Regions from separate parts of the Mus musculus genome. Here region 2 is linked to region 1. Evidence: chromatin contacts called from public promoter capture Hi-C data. All regions are on one chromosome and are shown on one strand. The core of a region is the stretch at or near the end of the contact, and the rest is flanking DNA. Distances in the headings are between cores, read along the strand shown.

Evidence for each region. Promoter capture Hi-C pulls out the DNA fragments that hold promoters and counts their contacts.
Region 2: a promoter capture Hi-C map of embryonic stem cells shows a contact between it and region 1. The contact joins the promoter of Alg5 here to the promoter of Frem2 in region 1. A contact is called at or near these places in 3 of 39 promoter capture datasets (cranial neural crest and embryonic stem cells) and 1 of 115 datasets of contacts at active chromatin or transcription factors (large pre-B cells).

The regions. Positions count from the first base shown.
Region 1 is chr3:53,654,432-53,662,131 of GRCm38.p6, forward strand. It overlaps Frem2 (Fras1 related extracellular matrix protein 2), which reads right to left and starts at 2,924. Exons shown (of 24, transcript NM_172862.3): 1 at 1-2,924. The coding sequence starts at 2,653.
Region 2 is chr3:54,731,687-54,739,386 of GRCm38.p6, forward strand. It overlaps Alg5 (asparagine-linked glycosylation 5 (dolichyl-phosphate beta-glucosyltransferase)), which reads left to right and starts at 3,853. Exons shown (of 10, transcript NM_025442.3): 1 at 3,853-3,963; 2 at 7,096-7,267; 3 at 7,576-7,622. The coding sequence starts at 3,898. Exosc8 (exosome component 8) reads right to left here and starts at 3,678. Exons shown (of 11, transcript NM_027148.3): 1 at 3,322-3,678; 2 at 2,610-2,646; 3 at 2,417-2,480; 4 at 1,972-2,045; 5 at 1,014-1,059; 6 at 426-531; 7 at 295-340. The coding sequence starts at 3,338.

The DNA of each region.
Region 1 (7,700 bases), core at 1,674-4,173:
TTATGTCCTCCAAGTGGAATTGTCCGCCTACATGCAGTGGCCGTCCAGATATTTGCATGTGGCCGTGTTTGGGGGCCTGTGTGAGAGTGAACGAGATGTGGGTCACATCCGTGTCAACATCACTCACATGCAGCTCGGTCTCACGCAGGATGTGGTGGCCCTTCTCCTCAACGGTGAAGCCAGTGTTGACAATCTCGGGGGGCTGGTTATCCACAGGCTGCAGGTAAAGGGTGAAGGTGCCAGGAGCCACATTCCCAGCTCGATCCTCTACTTGGAACTGGAACTGAGCCACTCGGGCTGCGACTCCTAGCTCCTGCCCTGGGGGCCTGTAAGCAATTTTATGATGATTGACCTGGGCTTGGGTAAAATGGCTCACCACCACTGAGGGATTATCAGTGAAGACCAACGTGCCCAGTGGAGCCGGCGAGTGGTTCTCATCTGTGTCCGTGGGAGGCTGGGTCACTGTGTACTGTAACTCTCGGTCATCTGTGTCCAGGTCAGTGTAGTGCAGCCACCTTTTCCTCAGTGGTGTGAGCTGGGATTCCTGTACCACCATCCGAAGGGGACAGCCACTGCCCAGTTCTGGAGGGAGACGGTCCACGGGATGAATGCGTATTACAAACCTCTGGATCCCAGACTGGTTAGGGGGATCATGATTGTCTTGGACTCTAAACATGAACTGGTCCATCACCGGCCCAGGGCTGTGGGGCCCCGAGTGCCTATAGAAGAGCTTCCCCTCTGTTATATCCTGTTGCCGCCACTCTGTCACCGTTCGCTCGTAAAATGACCCTTGCTTCTGCCACAGACCCTGCTCTTCCTGGGGGACATGCCTTTGGCGGAGAAGCAGGTGCCCCAAGCTTGAGAAGGGTGGCAACAGGACAAAAACCAGCTGAGAGTCATCTGAATCTATATCGGTTGCACTGAGAGTCAAGGGTGGGATAGGCACAGTTTCCCCCTCAGCCACTGTCAGCCCAGTGTTGGCGTTCAGGACCGGCGGCTGGTCATCCACAGGCACTAAAGTGATAGGGAACAGGAACTGGACCTGGTGCCTGCCTCCTCCATCGGACATGCGCAGCACCAAGTTGTCACTCAGTGAACCGTCTTTGTCATCATGCTGATACACAACCTGGCCAGCCGCCAGCTCCGCCACTGTGAAGGTCTTGGGAGCAGAGTCGCTACTGGGAGAACCCAGAATAACAAGGTGGCCATGCCGGAGCCCAGCCACCACCTCCAGCCTCACAGCTTCTAGGTCATCTTCATCACTGATGACCAAGTTCTGGGGTCCACTGCCTATGGGACCCGTGAGCGGCCGATATTGACCCTCATAGAGAATAAGGCCAGTGTTTCGTGTGACCACGGGAGCCAGTGTGTTCATGGGTTTCACCACCACCATGAAGGCGAAAGGGTCTGAGGCTGCTCCTTCAGGGTCCACTATCTCCAGCTCTAGTTCAAACAGACGCTCCTGATCCGAGTCTTCAGAGGGAGGCTGGTAGGCAATCTTCAGCAGGCGCAAATCCCGCTGTGTAAAGGAGGAGAGAGGCAGGCTTCTGTCATCCGTGCTCACCAGGTAGCCCTGCCCAGGCTGGAAGGCAGAGGTGAGGTTGAAAATCAAAAGGTCTGGGTCGGATTCAGCATCCTCGGCTGCTAGCATGTCTGGAGTGAGAGCAGTCAGTACAAACTGGTCCACCTCCATCATCATCATGGCCACGAAACTGGGCTTGGGTGCAGTGTTCTCCGCTCCTCCTCGAATCCTCACAAGCACCTGGAAGTGTTCGCGTTTTAGAGCCGGGCTGCCCTCTGGAGCCCCTCGCGAATGCAGCTCGACCACCATAGGCAGCCAGTCCCTGTTAGGCGAGCGGCTGGGGGCTGTGTGGCGGTAGCGGACTCCCAGCTCCTGGAATGCTTTGCAGTCCATCAAAAGGGTCTTAGAGGTCCCTCTATCTCCGGCCCCTCCCTGGACCTGTGGGTAGTGAAGGAGTTCTCCGTAACGAGGCAAAGCGCTCAGACCTGACAAGATGCCCACGCGGCACTCCTCGGTCTCAGGCTGGTAGGCGAACTCTAAGCTCCGATCGTCCAAGGCATTACTGGTCCCTAGCAGTTCTTCCACGACCAGAGGTAAATTCCGAGTCACAATCTCCAGCTGGGTGAAGACCACTTCCACCTCTAGTGCCAGTGGCAGGACTATCGCCCCTCCTGGAGCATCGTAGCGCAGCTGCAGGCGGACGCGGTCGCGGGAAGGGCTGCGAGCACCCAGGTGCGAGTAGCGCACCTCACCCGGGCCATAGTCGCACGCAAAACGCTTGGGACTCAAGTGGCCCGGCCGCTGGGCCAGCGCGTCGTTGTCTAACACGGTCACTGTGCAGCGGTCTCCTGGCTGCACCTGCAGCACCAAGTCACGCAACGGATCCAGCCAGACTTCGCGACCGAAGGGCACACGGAGCCCGCGGTTTGCCACCACTATAGCTTCCTCTGTAGGGACTCCCGAAGTCCCGGAGAGACCCAGGGACTGAAGTGCTGCACCGGGGCCAGCAGCCTGTGTGGAGACGTAGCTTACCAGTGACAGGAGCAGCAGCAGCAGCAGCAGCCTAGGCGACTGTGCGAGTATCGGCTGGAAGCTGGAGAACTTGGCTGTCCTGCGCGCACGGCTGGCCATCCCGGGAGCCCTTGTGGTATGCAGGCTGCCGGCCTTAGAGTTCCGACAGTTCACCCGGCGGGTATGCAAAGCTAGACTTTGCAGGCTCCTAGAGAGCACGGTGGGAAGGGCCGGGAACTCGGCGCGGTGCCTGCGGGGCCCTCCCAGTGGCAGGGCTGGACCAGGAGGATGGCCAAATGCACCGCACGGTCCCTCCTTGGAGCCGCAATCCAAGGCACTAAACACTTCCAGCGCGTCCCGGGCGTGTAGCAGTCAGGAGAGTCCCTACGTCCCAGGTCCCGGGAACTTTGAGTCCTTTGAGGAAAATCTCTCCCTTTGCACCCCTAACTCCAATTCTCTCAGGGGACCAATCGCTGATCGCTGGAGGAGGCCCTGAGTCCAGGGTTGGGTAGTGACTGCTGTCAATCAGCTCCCAGGCGGGGAAACTGCGCAGAGCTGCTCTGAGAGAGGTGCAACAGGTTGGTTGGAATGGAGGGGCGCCCTGAGCTTGCTTGCCCGGACCTGGGGCTGCGGCTCAACCACCAGCCTGCGCGGCTCTACGGACTCAAGTCTTCAGGTCTAAAGATTAGTGCATCTATTAATGCATCTCAGTCCCGTTCCTTGGTCATTGAAATCTCTCCCGGGATGGCCACCTCTTGTCGAAACTTCCAAAGCCAGGGTGGGAGTGAAGAACAAAGTTGAACACACCTTGTTGTTGAGTTTGAAAAGGAACCCAGAGCAGTTTGGGAAGGCACTGGAGATTTTCAAACAGACAGGGGATTAAAAGCCAGACCTACCTAGCTAGAGCAGGTGCAATACCCACCAGGGTCACCACCACAAGCCCCCACCCCCGCCCCGACTCCCACCCCCACCCAAGCCCTTGCTGATTTTCCCGTGCTTTACGAAACGGACCCTGTCCGGCGGATTGGTGGCGGTGGTTGTTGTTGTTTTTTAAATCAAGCCCCTCCTTTGCAGTCAAAGTTCACAGAGTTAAAGTGAAAAGAAGCATTTGGGGTGTGTGAGAAATGCAGTCTGATCAGAATCGCCAGTCTCCCACCAGAGAAGTTCCAGAGAATGTAGCCCCAGGCTGTCCTAAACTACCCCTAGCTAGAGAGCTGTCACTGCAGACGCTCAGTTCACCTTGCAGAATTTAGACGAAGGACAAGCTAAACCCAGCTGTCAGCAGCATAGCTTTTTTTCCCCGTTTTTCTTTTTCCACGCCGAGAGAATTGATAAATACCCGGAGGGCAAAGAAGAGTTTAGATAAACCTCTTTTCAGCTAGACCAGATTGAAACCCTAGGCTGGGCGCTTCCTGCCCCCTTGTGTCGGTTGGTCAGGTTTCCTCAGTATGCAGATTCCTCTCCCTGCGCTGCACCCAAACCCCCTCACAATCAAAACCCAGTCGCTTTCAATGGGGTTCTGGGCACTCTTGCTTATCACGTCGAAATATTTTCCCCAGTAATATAAAAGGGACTATGAAAGAAGGACCTGAAATAATGCCTATTTCTCTTCAATAAAACACCGAATTTGGGAAACAGGATGCGTTGAGAATCCTTGTAAATTTCAGTCTAAATGAAAGTCGTAAGATTTAAGTGTGACGCGTTTTAAGGAAGAAATGAACAATCACTTTAAACCTTCCTGCAGCCAGCCTGCCAGCCTCTACCTCAGGAGTCTGACTCCTGTCTGATGTAGTCACACGTGTTTCAGGCCAAAGCCCTAATTTCGTTGCTAGATTTTGATGTTAAATGTCTGATTCTATTCTAAGAAATTCACTGGCCTCTGAGGATGAGATGTGAAAGATTCTAAAAGTCTTTTGAGAAAAAAAAGTGAGGCATTTATGCAAACAAACTGGTGGTATTTAGTTAGTAGAAGCTCCTCTGGGTTCTGTGCTTTGTACTGTTGGGGGGGTCTTCAACTCCTACTACATGTCTCAGTTTATGACAAAAATAGAAAGGACACAGCCAGTACTTGAAACACATGAGAAAATTCCCATCCAACTCCTGGCCAGTTTCCAATTATCTTTGATGTAATAATTTTATGATTTATCACGTTGATTTATGGAACTCCAATGGCCAAGACATGAGAATATTCCGGTTTCTGTTTGCAAGTATGTAAGAAGATGTCAAGTGGAGTAGATGGTCAGTTTCAGAATAAAGGTCTTTCTGTACCATGTTCTAAGTCCTACTTAGTGAAAGAGAAGTCAAATGGATGCCAAGTGTCCTTACTCTGTGTGTGTGTGTGTGTGTGTGTGTGTGTGTGTGTGTGTGTGGCCTGCCTGAAAGCCACAGCCTGACCTCTGATGGTTCCCAGTGGCTCCAGGCTTTTTCCTTTCTTCCTTTTAAAGTCCAACAATGTTTGATTTGCCAGCAGTGATAAGATCAGTATTTGAAGTATGGTCAGATGCCTGAAGGGTAGTGTTCAATATTTTGTTTTGTGCTAAGAAAATACAGGCTCAAGTTTATTTTTAAGTAACCTAAGGAAATCAATAAACTGGACTTTTAGGTGACTTTAAATTTTAGCCTTTCTTAACTGAAGTAATGGAATAATTCTTTAGAAACATTTTTTAATTAAAAATCTTAGTTTACTTTTTTAATCAGACAGCTAGCAATATAGAGTTGCTTAAATATTTTTTATATGGATGATCATTGCTGAAAATGGTAATATATTACATTTTTGTCAGAGAGTTTTGAATAGCAATTCAACATTAAAAGATATCTGCTTAAGTTAGCAAGGAAATGCCATTTTAAGGAAAATGTTCTTTATCTTAAAAGTGATGAAATAAGTTAAAAAGTACTTTTTTTTTAGATCTAGGTTTAATTCTTTAGCTCTTACTTCCAAATCCAAACAAAATATCCCTTAGGATGCATTTTTTTTTTCACATCTTGGAAAATTCACACAAAAACTCTCTTCAAAACAACAAACTTAATTTTAGTGGCTGTTGAAACCTGAAAGATTTCCGGCCTACGGTCAAGCATCAAAGAGCGGATTTCCTGAAGTAAAGGAGGTATTTAAGATGAAGGCAAGATAGTCAGCTGGAAATGTAAAGCCAGGCTGCGGCTAAGGGAGCAGCTGATAACATCGGAATATTTTACTTTTCATTATGGAGTTTGCTTCACTCTTCCTGTGTCTTCTATTGAATCCTGAGACTCTAATAGTCTCAGAGGCACTTCAGAAATTTGTACATCCCTCCTTAAGGATCCATGATTGATTGGCTTCAGGTTCCTTGCCTCCAAGGCCCAAACCTGCAAATGTGTATGTCCTGTATGTAAAATGAGTACAGAGTTTGTATATAATCTATGTACAACCTTCCCTATATTTAAATCACCTTCCATATATTTTAAATTCGTGGTACCAAAGATGATATAAATGTGTAGACAGATGTGCTGGGGTTTTTGTTTTTGTTGTTGTTGTTTTCTTTTTTTTTTAATTTTTTTCCTTTATTTTTTTTATTAGGTATTTTCCTCGTTTACATTTTCAATGCTATCCCAAAGGTCCCCCATACCCACCCCCCCAATCCCCTACCCACCCACTGCCCCTTTTTGGCCCTGGCGTTCCCCTGTACTGGGGCATATAAAGTTTGCAAGTCCAATGGGCCTCTCTTTGCGGTGATGACCGACTAGGCTATCTTTTGATACATATGCAGCTAAAGACAAGAGCTCCCGGGTACTGGTTAGTTCATATTGTTGTTCCACCTATAGGGTTGCAGTTCCCCTTAGCTCCTTGGGTAATTTCTCTAGCTCCTCCATTAGGGGCCATGTGACCCATCCAATAGCTGACTGTGATCATCCACTTCTGTGTTTGCTAGGCCCCGGTGTTGTTGTTTTCTTGTTTTGTTTTGTTTTGTTTTGTTTTGTTTTGTTTTTGTTTTTCGAGCCAGGGTTTCTCTGTGTAGCCCTAGCTGTCCTGGAACTCACTTTGTAGACCAGGCTGGCCTCGAACTCAGAAATCCTCCAGTCTCTGCCTCCCAAGTGCTGGGATTAAAGGCATGTGCCGCAGCCTCCACCACTACCTGGCTAAGATGTGCTGTTTTGTTCAGAGAACAAACACATTGGGGGACCCATCTGTACACAAGCTCAGCCCAGACTCAAAGACTTTCTGAGTATCTTCAGCCAGTGGCTTGTTGAATGGATGGCTATGGAAGTCCTGGATACAAGGGGCTGCCTGCGCCTGAGACGAATGTGCAAAGCACTCGCTAGTTCTCAACAGAGTTTTACTTTTTAGCAGCTTCAAAACCTTGGTTTTCCTACAAAGATAAAACTGGTTTGTTTTAGAGAGAAGCAGAAAGGGAGAGCAAACAGGACTGGCCTGGTTAATCTGGGGGCTCCTTCCCTCTAGCTAAGGGGGCTGCAGCCATTGGTCTTCTGTTTCCCAACCTAAGTCTCAGATGTAAAACAAAGAACTCTACCCTTAGAGTTAAATTCATTTTCTATTCTGAGTCTGCAGATTTATAAATGACCTGCTATTTTGTACCCATTCCTAATTTTAAAATTTGTAACGTAATTTTCTGTGCATGAGTGTTTGGTGTGCATGAAGGTCTATGTAGCACATATGTGCCGTATGCCCAAGGTGGTCAGATTCCATGGAACTGGAATTAAAGACACTTGTGAGCCTCTGTGTGGTTACTGTTGTGAAAGGGTCTTAGCACAGTTTGTATGTTGCTCATCCTTTGCTTACATTAAGATTCTTTCCCAGATACTCATGAAATAGTGCCTACACTTCCTGCTTTACCAAGTTTTTACATTAAAATAACCCAGACAGATTTCACAACATCTTTGTAAGGTAGCCAAAGAGATTTTTCAGTTTTCTTATCAACAATCAGCAGGAGCTGGCTTTGGCAGAATTAGGAAGTATGCTTTAGATATTGACTCATTCCCATAATTCACCATAATTTTAGGAAGAAGACACATAACCAAAAGCCAAGAAAGACAGTAGCAAGATGCTATCTGAGGTGAATATGGTAGCCACTGCTGGCACTGGTCCTTATAGGTGACAATATCTGGCTTCAGGGTGAATCAATCACACTGAAGCTGCTGTACCTTCTGTCTGGGGATTTGGGACATTCCCACT
Region 2 (7,700 bases), core at 2,603-5,102, 1.1 Mb after region 1:
TGACATGACATGATGGCATACACCTGTCTGTAATCCCAGCACTTGGTAAGATACAGAAGGAGGAGGGAAAGTCCGGCCCGGGTACATAGTGTGACTCTAACTCATTAAACTAAATAAAACCCAGCTGGAAAGGATTTATGAAGCAATTGTTTATTTAGACAAATACAGGGTCAAATGAACTTGCAGGATTCCTTCTAAACTCTAAAATGTCAGGGTTTAAGGTTGAGTAATCTCCACTACCCCGTTAGGCCACATGGCCACTTCAGAGCTCATAAAAGCGCAGGCTGCTCTTACCTTGCCTGGAGAAATGCATAAATCCTCTTTCTTAATCACCTGTGAGCTTGATGTAACGATAAAGAACACAGTAAATGGGAAGGCAAACCACGCGATAATGAATGGTGGTAAAACTATCCTAACAGCCTTACTTGTCAACGACATCTGCAATGAACTGGCTGGTTACTTGAGCCTCTTCCCCAGGAGGTCCTGTCCGGAACCTCGAAGAACACAGCGGTGGTAGATCCACATTAGGGACTGAAAGAAACACTGCAGCTGTGAACTAAATTTTAGCTCTGACAGCTTGGTTACTAGTAAAGGGACTGCTCCCCAGCATGGGACACTGTGACTGGCCATGGGTAGACTCTTTGCTCACATCCAACTATTCAAGTTTTAAATGCTGTTTCCCACCTATGGAAAAGATAATCCAAGACCAAAAATATTGCCCAGTACTTTAAATAGAACATAGACAGGATTTTAATCTGCAATACTGGCTTTTTGAATAAGGGCAACTGAATATGTAAATAAAAACCTGTCCATACAGGGTTGGCAAACTGAAGTTCTTGGGATTTCCCCTCTCCGTTATCTTCTGATAAGCAGAAAGCTTTGTGGGGTTGGAGCTGGGGAGTCGTTATTCTATTTTTGAACATTGGGAATTGCTATCCACCTCAATTACCTCACTGCCAGAGGTATCTCTCAACTTACTTATAATTCATTAAAATTATGAGCATTTAACTCACCGACATATCCTCTATCGGGGGCATCTACTGGTGGTGCTGCAAATTCCTACAAAAGCAAACAATGTATTCCAGTGAGAAAAGCCACGCAACACGATGACATTCTAGTCATCCACAGAGGCCGTGCCAGAGACCATTTCAGCCAATTAACCCATGTTAAGGATGCTGGCACTGCCTTCCTAGTGACTCCCAGGGAGGTTAAAGGGCAGTGTAATCAAACTGTGCTGCTCATCCATGAGGACCAGTGGGATTATGCCCACCCTATGACTTGTTCAGCAGCCAAATCTGAATTTAATCCCCAAGCGACACTGACATGACCAGGCTGGGGAGCCAGTAGTGGCTAGAAGCGAGGTATATAGCAATAAGAGCCCAGTGCAGCTATAGATCCACACAAGAGACTGCAAGAGCTGGGGAAAGTTACTTATCTCTCAAGTTCCTCTGCTGACACAGGGACAGATAAACAGTACCTGCCTACTCCTGAGGGCCCAAGTGAGACAGTGCCACTAAGTCCCAGGTATAATCCTGGCAAGCAGTATGTGGTCTGACAGTTATTACTTCAGCTTGACCACAGACCTAAACGAGGAAAGCTGCTCAGTGAAACGTGAGAAAGCACAGGTTCTGTCAGTAGACTCTGCCTACCTTCTACTTACAGAGATTGGTAACAGTAGAGCATCTAAAAAGCTCAGCAGACAGTTACTATTCCTACGACGAACAAAAGCTATCGATGGCTAAAGGTGTCACTGTAACAGTCGATTTCAAAACCGATATTGCTGAAACCCTAACGTGTGACGTGCTGAGGACTCACCTTGTAAAGCGTTAATGATGCTCACATGTAAAAAACAAAAAAACAAAAACCAACCTTGGGGAATATCATTCCAAATACCAGCCCCTGATCAAGTACAACCTCATAAGCATGCAGTTAACTTGGAATTCAGACATTACAGGCATACAGGAAACCTACTGCTTTAACGCCACAAATGACCGTGGTATTCCCCAGCTTCACGAGAGCAGAGCCATCCGCTGTACTGATTGAACCTGGAAAGGTAAACTTGGTATTCATAAAAAATTTTAAAAAGAAAAAAAAAAAGAAAATAACCACAAAGTTTCCTACAAAGTAGTTTAAATCTTTTTGTTTGCCTCTGAAACTCCCCCCACCCCCACCCACCCACCCCCTGAAACTTTTGACCGGTTCAGGTCAGTGACTTGAAAATGATATTACTACTTAACGTTTTTTCATCTTTTTCTTCGGTCTCCCAATTTGAACTAAAGTTTAGATCAACTACAAGGTTGGTGTGATGATAAAAATCTCTTAACATCACCCGATTGCGTTAGACATAGTAGAGCTGGCTGAAAAACTACGTGACACCAAGGATGTCCCACCCAACTAAAAGGAAGTTTATCTTCACCTATGTTGACAGTTGTGGCTCTGAATTCACCAAGTTCTCTTCCATCAGGACGGCAGTTTTCCTTCTAAATGTTTATAAGGAAACGGGTCATAGATGTATTTCGGGTACGCAGCATTAAGCCTCATTCATTTAAATGAACCGAAGCTTGGTGTTTTTACCCACAGCTCTAACGTACAAAACCACCTTCACTCACCAGAAATCTCCTGTAATACTCCAGCGGCTCCACAGTTCTGAAACAATGTTTAAAACGTGTCTCAGTCAGTGCGTCCTAAAGCAGAAACCCAGAACTTGAGAGTGTGGTGTCTGAGGCGTGATCTCGACAGGCTCAGGCGTTTGAAACTGTGTGGCCCGTATTTATAAAAGCCACACAGCAGCAACCGGTTTCCAGCGGTGACCTTAACTGTGCCATAGTCAGGAGGAACAGAGGCCCTTGGCACACCCAGAAGAGGGTCAACCTGGGTGTCAGTCACATCACTCGTGCTCTGAAGCAGGGACCTTAGCGTGACTTCGCGCCGTTATAAACCACACTCGCCAGCATCCACAACTTTACCACGGAAGAGTGTATTGTACATACGTTTGGCCTCCTCGCCGACCCGCGGCCACAAGTGACTGCAGGTAGGTACGGTGCACGCACCGCAGACGCGAGTTTGCAGGCTGCACGCGTGGGCGGCTCCGGGTTTAACCAGAGCGCGCCCAACGCTTTCCCAGTCCCTTCCGAGGGCGGCCCTGCGTGGAGAGCGGCGTGGCCCTCGGCTAAGAGGTCCGGGCCGTCCTGGATGCAGTGTCCCTCAGCGCCTCGAGTGGGCAGAGCCCTCCCGCGGCCCCGCGAGTCCTCGGGGGGGCCCCCACCCGCCGCCGCGCGCCACACCCGCACCCGGGCCCTCTTTGCGCGCGCCGCCACTCACTTGAACCCAGCCGCCATTTTTCCGGCCCGCTCTGCGCCTGCGCAGCCCTCCGCGCCTGCGCCCTCCGGTCGCCAGGCGTGCCTCCAGCCCAGGGCACTCGGAGGGATCCTGGGTTAGGGAAGTGCAGCTACCGTGTTCCTGCGCCCGAGGCATTAACGCCAGCTCCGGCCACCCCGAGCGTCCCGCTAGTCGCCAATCTCGCGGGGTCCCACGGGCCCGCGCGCTTGTGCACGAACACACTCCCACACACACGCAGGCGCACGAGATGAAAAGGGGGTGACCCTAAAACCCTCCACGGCGCCGGGCATCCTTAGATGGCTGCTCTGCACGGCGCGAGGGGTGAAGCCAGTGCACAGGTCCAGGGCTTTGACTTGCCGCACTCGGTGACCGGCCTGCAGTCCTCGGCGGAGCCGCGCGGGGGCGCTGCGGGGAGGCCTCGGCTTTCCTGCCGTGGCGGGGCACGGCCAGGCGGGGGCGCTGCGGGCGGCGGGCGAGGGCTAGGCCGGCCTCTCCTGCGGGGCCGGCTGGGGCGGGGCGCGGCGCCGCACCGCGCTTCCGCAAGTGTGGAGCTGCGGGATGGCTACGCTGCTACTGCAGCTGCTGGGGCTCGGCGTGGCGCTGGCGGCTGCCGCGCTCATTCTGGTGAGACCGTGGTGGAGTCCGGTGCTCCGGGTGTCCCTTCCGCGCTTCCCTCGCGTGCTTGGCTCCCTTGGCCTCAGATTCCCTGAAATCCTTTGAACCTTTGTTCCCCTTTGGAACCCTATTTGAGTGCCCAGAGCCTCCGCCCAGCTTTTCGGGGCTCCTGCTTCTGAACCCCCGCCTGTCACCCCTCCACGCCACTCCCCAGTCTTCTTCCTGGGGCTCCCATATGCACTGCAGCTGGAAAGAGCGGCCGATCCATAAGGCTAGGGACGATGGGTCAGCAAAAGATAGGCCCAGACGGCGTTCTATTCATTTTGGCCAGGGGTCTTTTTGTTTTGTTTTGGGTTTTTTTGCTTGAGAATCAGGCACCTTAGCGTTTTCTTTGCCATTCCTGTAGAAACGTGGCAGACCCCTTCTGATTATGTAGAAGAGGACATATTTGCCAACTAAACTCTGCCACATAGTTTGAAAAGGAGCCTGTAACTCATTCAGAAAGCAGATTCTGAAAAGCTTGCCTGTATTGAGACAGGTGGCCAGAAAGGCCTCTGCCACCTAGCCAATGTACATGTGCACATGCACAGTCTTGGAGTGGTGTAGCCAGATGACTGTCGCTGTGTGTCCGGTGAAGCCAGGCGCCCTCTCTCACTAAAATGCCTTCTTTAAAGGCTTGGAACAAATCTGAACTTTGTTGGCCACGTTCCGGGTTGTGGCCACTTTACTTTGAATCCTTTATACAGACTTAGCTGACTGTGTGTGCACGATGAGGCTGTGTGGACTGTACTAGATCCCACTGGCTTGAACGAGTAGAGGTACCCTTTATTTTACTGCAAGCATGTTGCACTTGGTGTGCAGTGCGTTGCATCTTGAAGCCTACTTTCCATCTGCCTGTTGGCATTCTTTCTCTCCGCCCACTTTTTTTTTTTTTTTTTTTTTTTTTTTTTGAGACAGGGTTTCTCTGTATAACTCTGGCTATCCTGGAACTCACTTTGTAGACCAGGCTGGCCTCGAACTCAGAAATCCGCCTGCCTCCCGAGTGCTGGGATTAAAGGCGTGCGCCACCATGCTCGGCCTCCGCCCACTTTTGAAAATAAATTTAAAACAATTCCAAATAACATTTCATCTCTAAATCATCTGCATTTATTTCTATAAGGACTTCCTTCTAAAACTTTACTGTAATAAGTTAATTCCAACCGTCTTTAAAACCTGTTATTTCTGTGTTTCCAAATACCCTGTCAATTTAAATACTCGGAGTTTGCCAGTATGGAGTTTGCCAGTGTGGATTTTTTTTTTGGTTTTGGTTTTGGTTTTTTTTCGAGATAGGGTTTCTCTGTGTAGCCCTGGCTGTCCTGGAACTCACTCTGTAGACCAAGCTGGCCTCGAACTCAGAAATTTGCCTGCCTCTGCCTTCCAAGTGCTGGGATTAAAGGTGCACACCACCACACCTGGCGCCAGTATGGATTTCACAGACGCCTTCCTAAGCATCTTTAACTTGCCCTCCACATTTCTTGTAGGATCTTGAGATTTAATTAAGTTCACGTGTGTCTTTTTGATGGGCTTTGGAGTGTTTTGTTTTGTTTTTTTTTAAATGAAAAGTCCTCAGGTACCCAATCACCAGAAACACTTTCACATATGAAAGCACACATTTTTTAAAAATGATGAGATGTTTCCCCTGACATCTTAAGAGGGTGGCCAGTTTTACTTTTGCGTTATTACAGACGTAAATTTTTCTGTCTTCATTCAGTGTAGTGATTATTCTTTCGATGCTGAAGTTTCTTTTTCACAGGTCTGAGAAATGCCTTCAAGTGACTCACCTACTTGTCCTCAAGTGACCCCCTGTACCTGTTCCCTTTCATGCAGCCCTCGTGGGTACAGATGGAATTTGCTTTCTCTATGATATGCTGTGTTAATAATACACCTTCCCACCCCAGACCTGGATTAATAGTTTTCTTAGGAGAATCGATTGCTCTTTGGAAAACTGAATTCAGAAGTCACAATCTGGACAGTAGAGCACGCCGCCATACTGTGTTTTTATTTTTATTATTTTTAAGTGTGTATGTGTGTATGCGTAAGTTTAGAAGCCAGAGAGACTTTGGGTTCCCTGGAGCTGTACTTTCAAGCAGTCAGTTGAGAGCCGCTACATTGGGTGCAGGGAACTGAACTGGGTCCTCTGCGAGAGCAGCCGGTGCTCTCAACCACTGAGCCCTCGTCTTAATTTCCATTGTGGCTGCTCCCCCGTACACACATGGTGGGGTACTAGAGAGAGTCATCAAAGCAGGATGAGTACAATTGCATACATGGGGAGCTTTGGTTTTAAAGTTCACCACTGAAAACAGTGATATAAATTAAGGGTCATTTCCCAAGCACATGGAAAAGGCACCCAGGTGTTTGTTTCTTAGTATTTATTTTTATTTTCTGTACATGAGTGCTTTGTGGGAATGTGTGTAGGTATGTGCAATGTGTGCATGCCTCAAGTCCCCAGAGGCCAGAACAGGGTGCCAGATCCCTTGGAACTGGGATTATCGATGGTTGTGAGCAGCCGTGTGGGTGCTGGGAACCAAACCTGAGTTCCTTGCAAGAAGAGCCAGAGCTCTTAACTACTGAACCATCTCTCCAGCCCCAGTAGCCGTCAAGTCTTATTTGTTACTCTAGAAGATGCTGTATTCTCAATTCTAACTAAGGATAGGTATCAGAATACATTCTTAAGCATTATGGTCCCTGCTGTGGGCTCCAAGGAACCTTTCCTTCAGAGGCTGAGTCTGTTTGGTCCTTCCCTGTTAGCTAACATACGGATCTGTCCTCTCACATATGTACTCCAGGCAGGAGGTAGTACCGTGTTATCCATTTGTAAGAGTAGACTGACTCTTAGATTTGGCATAGCAGAGGCCCAAGGAAGAAGAGGTGAAAACAAGGCCTCCTGGAGCCTTTAGTGCGTTACCAATGGGGACAAGGACAATCGTCATTTTATAAGAGGATTTTTACAAGTCTGGCTGCCATGAAACCGCAGAATCACCTCCAGGACTGTTAGAACCAAACCCGAGACTACATATCCCCCTCCCCAAATTTTGCAAATAACAATGTTCTAGAACAACAAATATTAGAACAGTGTAAGCTGTTTTTCATGTCTGCCTTTAGGTTTCCATTGTGGCGTTTATAACTGCTACAAAAATGCCACCATGTTACCAACATGAGGAAGAGAAATTCTTCCTCAATGCCAAAGGCCAGAAGGAAGCTCTCCCCAGCATCTGGGACTCGCCTACGAAACAGCTATCTGTTGTTGTGCCTTCCTACAATGAAGAGAAACGGTGTAAGTTCTATTTGAGTTTGTTTGCTAATGGGCCATTTGGGAAGAGGAGGAAGTGTGCAGTGTCTGCCCTCCCTGAGGAGTACAGAGTTGGAGCTGAGACTGAGAAAGAGGGGAAATGGAGATGGCAGGATTGAAGTTCTTAGAGAAGTAACCTGATGAGGGCCAGAAATATTCCAGGGAAGAATGGCCTGGGTGACATCTCAGGGGCTTGGGAGATGACAGATAACTTTTCCCTGTGTAAGTGGAGTGTGCTGGGGCTAGCTAACTCATTTTCAAAAGTAATCTATAATTTTTTTTTTTCCATTTAGTGCCTGTGATGATGGATGAAGCCCTGAACTACCTAGAAAAGAGACAGGTATCACACTTCTCTTTCGATGTCACATCTCTAGTCAAAACCACAATGGGTCACCAGTTACAGACCCCCCAGGCTAGG